Regions from separate parts of the Capra hircus genome. Here region 2 is linked to region 1. The links are chromatin contacts, called in public Hi-C maps. All regions are on one chromosome and are shown on one strand. The core of a region is the stretch at or near the end of the contact, and the rest is flanking DNA. Distances in the headings are between cores, read along the strand shown. Region 1 overlaps LOC102170604 (a long non-coding RNA gene). Region 2 has its middle 55 kb from the start of TMC1.

Region 1 (2,771 bases), core at 141-2,640:
ACTCCCGCGGCTGTTACCTGACTTCTTCGGAATCAGAATAGTTATCCTGATGACTTCTTTGGTTTGCTCCCTATTCTTCGGGGATGCTCTGTGGATAGATTTTATTACTTTATGTCTCCCAAAGCTGCTCAGAGCTTCACCTGGTCACATGTTAATGTATTCTCCTTTGTCCTATTCTTGGCAAGAAAAAAGCTCTTTGTCTGATTGCTAGAGGTACCAAATATCTCCCTTGTCCTGTTGTACTTTTGGGGATAATGTGATAGAGCAACTTGTTTCTTTTCTCTCCATACTCTCTGTTAAGAATTGTATTTGCTTTCCTGTTATTTGCCCCATGGCCGGGTGTTTGTTTTGACATCCAATAAAAAGCCTTTTGCCCAGAGCAGTGGTTCTCAACCTTGGCTGCTCATTAAAATGGTCTGAAAGCTTTTAGAAATCTCATGGCCTGGCTGCACACCAGACCAATTACATAAGGATCTCTGGGCATGGAACCCAGGCATCAGTATTTTCTCCAGGTTCCTAGGTTGACTTCAATATGCAGCCAAGGCTGAAAGCATTGATTCTTAAACTTTTAAACCTTAGAACCCTATCATTCTTCAAAATTATTGGGCCCCCTGAAGTGTTCTTGTTTATGTGGATTATATCTGTAGAAATTTGTTGTGTTAGAAACCAGAATATAAACATTTTATGTGTTAAGTTACTTAAAAATAACAGCAGCAATAAGCCCATTATGTGCACTAAGTCACTTCATTCATATCTGACTCTTTGAGAGACGCTATGGACTGTAGCCTGCCAAGCTCCTCTGTCCATGGGATTCTCCAGGTAAGAATACTGGAGTTGGTTGCCATTTCCTGATCCAGTGGATCTTCCTGACCCAGGGATCAAACCCGTGTCTCCTGCATTGGCAGGTGGGTTCTTTACCACTAGCACCACCTGGGAAGCCCAAGCCTATTATATGTTAACATAAATAACACTTTTATAAAAAATAGCTGTACTTTTAAAAGTAAAAAATTTAGAAGAGAAGCACTGTCTTACACACTTGCAGGTCTTTTTAATGCCTAGCTTAATAGAATACAGTAAGATTCTCAAATCTGCTTCTGTATTCATTCTGATGAGATTTAATCATGTGGCCCCTGGAAGCCTCTCTATAGAAAGAGTAAAAAAGAAAATCTGTATAAAAATAGTTTTAATTTTGTGGACCCCTTTGGGGTCGCCAGGCTGCACTTTGAGAACTGCTGATCTAAAAGGCTATAGAGTATATTGACACCCGCTCCTCTCGCTGTAGGTTAAACAAGCCCTCTCTATTTCAGGCTTCGCTTTCAATTACCATCTGTTCTCTTTGCCCCTATTACTATAAGCCTCTAGAGGGCGCCCAAGGGCCTTTACTCCTACAGGATCCGGTGTAGTAGCGTACTGCTACCACGTCAGGTTTAAGAAAGTGTGTGCAGCTTAAGATTAGGCCAGGGAGATCTTAGTGGGCTATAATAAGAAAAGGAGTTAAAATTTTGACTTCTGCCATCACAGTCTCGCTCTCATGTTTCATTCACGGTGATTATGACAGAACTTGGATGTAAGTTGAGCCAGAGCAGTACACATGGTTTGCTTTGCAGGCAGTGAGTGTCCCTCTGCCATGAGAGTTCATGCATTTGCTGGGCATGCTGCACTATCTGCCATCCCTATACTTGCAGAGTTTTTAAAGCCTTGTGTTTAGAGTGTGGTCCCAGGATCAGCAGCCTGACATACAAGCTCCCTGGAAATGCAGAATCTCAGGCTCCATCCCAGACTTGCTGAATCAGACTCTGCAATTTAACCTCCACTTTGACATTAGAGGGCTTCCCTGGGGGCTCAGATGGTTAAAAAAACAAACAAAAAAATCTGCTTGCAATGCAGAAAACCCGGGTTTGATCCCTGGGTCAGGAAGATCTCCTGGAGAAGGGAATGGCAACCCACTCCAGTATTCTTACCTGGAGAATTCCTTAGACAGAGGAGCCTGATAGGCTACAGTCCATGGGATTGCAAAGAGTCGGACCCAACCGAGAGACTAACACCGATGTTAGAAGCAAATGAATATGTTTCCAACATAAATAAGTCTATAAAAGGAAGTTTCTGTTAGCAGAAGGATAGTAGTTTGTTCATATTTAAGGTCCTTGCACATTACAAACTCTCAATATATGTTGACTTGGTGTAATTTATAAAACTAGATAAAGAAAGAAGAAGCAGTGATGGAACAGGAGACAGTAAGCTGAAGAGTCAAGATGGGGATCTTGGAGGAGTTATAAAGCAGTAGGAAAACTCTAAAAAGAGTTTTGGAAATAAACTTGCTCTACTTCTCTATTTTGTCTTGAACTCACCAGGGTCTCCATTCAATATTACTGCATATGGCTGGCCCCACAGGTCCCACCGGGTAAGGTCAAATTTCCAGTATGTCAAGATGTGGACTGATGAATAGCCACCATGCGGCAGGGTCAGGACTGGTCCTTCTGCTCTCAGATATCTCTCTGGTATCCAGAATTGCCCTTCCTTATCCTGTTTTAGTTAACTACTGGTGCGTAACAAATTAGCTAAAAGTTTAAAACGATAATGAACATGTATTATGCCACATACTTTCTATGGATTAGGAATCCAAGAGCAGCTTAGCTGACTGATTTTAGTTCCAAGCCTCTTCAAAATGCCTCCATGGGCTTTCATCATCTTGACTGGTTAGAGTATCTGCTTTCGAGATTTTCACTCACATAGGTGTTGGCGGGAGGCCTCAGCTCCTCACCATGTGGACA
Region 2 (2,771 bases), core at 140-2,639, 280 kb after region 1:
CAACACTAACTGAAACAAAGGAGCCTTATACCAGAAGGGTACAGGGTCACAGCCTTCAGGGTGGCCCTGGCTCCTTGCTCTGGTCTCTCTCTCTCTCTTTTTTTCTCTCTCTGGTCTGTTCTATACTGCTCATCTTGTTACTTCATAATCTGGGACTTGGGAAGTTTTTCTTCTCTGGACAGAGCTGTCAAGCATTAGTTTCTGGTTGGTATCTCTGAGTCAGGTAAGAGAGCTGGAGTGATTAAAACTGGGCTCACACATATCCTCCCAACAGCCAGACAAGCATCTGGAAGTACAAGAAGAACCTGCTAGGGAAGACACCAGGAGAATGTTTTCTGTGGTAAAGTCAGTGAAAAGCAGGTTTCCTCTGTTTCTAAAGAGATGGCGCCACTGAGAAGGAGCCCTGTGGTATAATCTCCATTAAGATGTCAAAGTAAACTGTATGAAATTGCTTCTAGAAAGCAGCTCAGATGAAAAAGTCCAGCATCATAGAACAAGAACTGTGGTCATGGTGAGCTCTGACAACTATAATACAGTTGGCCAAGAGGGGAAAAATACGCTTGAACTCTGAGGAGGCCCGTGATATCTCGGATAATCTCATCCGAATGTGCCATGGTTTTTTCTTTCTCTCTTCCCTCTGCCTTGTCTCCTCCTGCTCCTCTTTTCCTTTCCCTTTTTTTTCCTTTTTGACCTCTTTCTCTAGACCTTCTTCCTTCTGTTCTTTCCCTTCCCTCCTCTATCTCTGCTGATCATTCCTTCCTCTTCTTCAAATGCTCAGTGCCGCTTTGCCTCAGCAGACATGTACCAAACTAGCGCTTCTGCCAATTACCATGCTGAGAGCAGGGGTATCAGGGTGAATCACTTCCATTTCCTGCCCAGCACCACGGGATAATTTGATGGGTTTGCTCAGCCCCTTCCTGCATCCCCAACTTCTGTTTCCTGGAACATGTTCCACTCACCAGCCTTGGCATTCTTAATACATAATATGGGCAACTGGGATTTTTCTCAATCTTACCAAAATTATCCTCAGAAAAACTTGTTTTTTATTGATGTATAGCATATATTATAAGGGTACATGTGCTTATTGTACAACTGTTTCTAGTCAAGTCCCTGGGGAACAGCCTCCAACTGTTCCTTTTCCAGTAACATCTCTGTCCATTTCTCTCCTCTTAGAAATTCTGGAGCTGCCATTATTCCTGCCTTCAGGTAGTTTGCCACCTCAGGAAGCAAAATTTAGATTGTTTTAAAATGTTTTGATCAATCTGATAATTGATAAGACTAGCTGACACAACTGATTTAGAAATGCTCAATTTAGCAGACTATTGTGCTTGGGCCCCAGGGAAGGGTGAAGCAGAGGAACAAGAAGCCAGTTCTCAGGGCACTCACTAGGATTGCATAACAAGGAGAAGCGTCAATTAACACAGGTTCTCGCCAGAACACCCATAATGCCTCCATTTCCAGCCAAAGCAGAAACAGTTCATTCCGTAAATAAAAAATAGCTTAGTTTCTGTTGCAGCCTGATTGAGATCAGCCAGCTTTTAGGCAAGGAGCATGACTCTTCCTTGCTAAAGCTTTTGGCAAACTCTTTTCAGCTTTATGCAAGAGATTAGGTTAACTCTTGCAAAACTGGTTCACCAGGAACAATGACTAAGTGGATTTTTTTAGTATCTGGCATATTATGTCTGAGTGGCTATAAATATATTTACAAGCTGGAGTTTCAAGGGAGGGGAGTATTAGCTTGCTGGAAAACAAGCCAACTGCATTATGGACCTACACCCAGCCAGCAGGCTGTTTTCATCTTCACTTCCTGTACTTTTTTTCAAGGACTTTATGTCATTTTTTTTCTTTAACACTAAGGATTTCTCTCTCCCCTGTTCTTATTGTGAATGTGCGTATCTGTTGTATGTGTGTATATCTGTCTACGAGGGGGTGGAGAATGCTGTGCAGGTGTGTTCATGTTATTAAATATATATTTGCTTATTAATCTCTCCAGTGATGAAAGGCAATCGACAAAACAGGTGATGTTCTTACCCCTCCCTTTTTGCAGGTGGTGAATCTGAAAGCCAAGAGAAGTTTTCTTTCAAACAAGCAGTGTTTTGGAGTCTGAACAACTTTGCATTTAGAGAGTGCCGCTTTCAGTTCCAGATCTTGGCTGTGGGGCAAGCAGAGTCTGCCCTATGGCAGACTTTGCCGCAGGGCGGTGTTTCCTGCTAATGTTCCCAGGAGTCACTGACAGGAGGGATGCTACCAACAAATTGATTGAAATAAGGATTTCCAATGAGGGAACTTTTCTTGAAGTATAAAATATACTAATGTGCTCTGGGCATAGTCAAGAATGAGTTAATATTACATGTCATTTTTCATATTTATCATTGAAACCACATCACCTGCAGTCTTTTAAGCCTAGCCTTCTGAGAAACACTTTGGCAGTGCCCCAGGGCATACAAAAGGAATGGAATGAGCAAGGCATCGCAGAATAGAAAATTAACCCATCATAGTTCCTGTTGGTGGCTAGCTTTCCACTTTTCACCACTGGAATTGATTTGAGGAGAGTAGCACGAACTGGGGACTCCTGTTCGAGGGTGCAGGGCTTCTGGAATTTTCCCTTTTCTTTATACTTCACTCTACCAATTCACTTTGAAAAATCAACATATTCCATCTGACTACAGAACCAAATCTTTCTCCAAAGTGAGGGGTTTTAACCACACATATATTTAGGCGTTATTTATCATCTGTTACTTTGTCTTTTTTTAGGTTCAAGTCAAGTTCTG

What was found. Hi-C and Micro-C count contacts between places; a contact is called where the count stands out from the background.
Region 2: a Hi-C map of blood shows a contact between it and region 1, with 2.5 times the contacts expected there. The contact joins two enhancer-like sites. A contact is called at or near these places in 4 of 5 Hi-C or Micro-C datasets (blood and liver).

What each region holds. Positions count from the first base shown.
Region 1 is chr8:48,322,006-48,324,776 of ARS1.2, forward strand. All of the region lies in intron 2 of LOC102170604 (a long non-coding RNA gene), which reads right to left. Among named protein-coding and RNA genes, the nearest start is that of ZFAND5, 81 kb to the right of the region's middle. Within about 2 kb of position 1,391, at least 1 of the 5 cell types and tissues checked has an H3K27ac peak or open chromatin away from gene starts, as enhancers often do.
Region 2 is chr8:48,599,657-48,602,427 of ARS1.2, forward strand. No RefSeq gene overlaps it. Among named protein-coding and RNA genes, the nearest start is that of TMC1, 55 kb to the right of the region's middle. Within about 2 kb of position 1,390, at least 3 of the 5 cell types and tissues checked have an H3K27ac peak or open chromatin away from gene starts, as enhancers often do.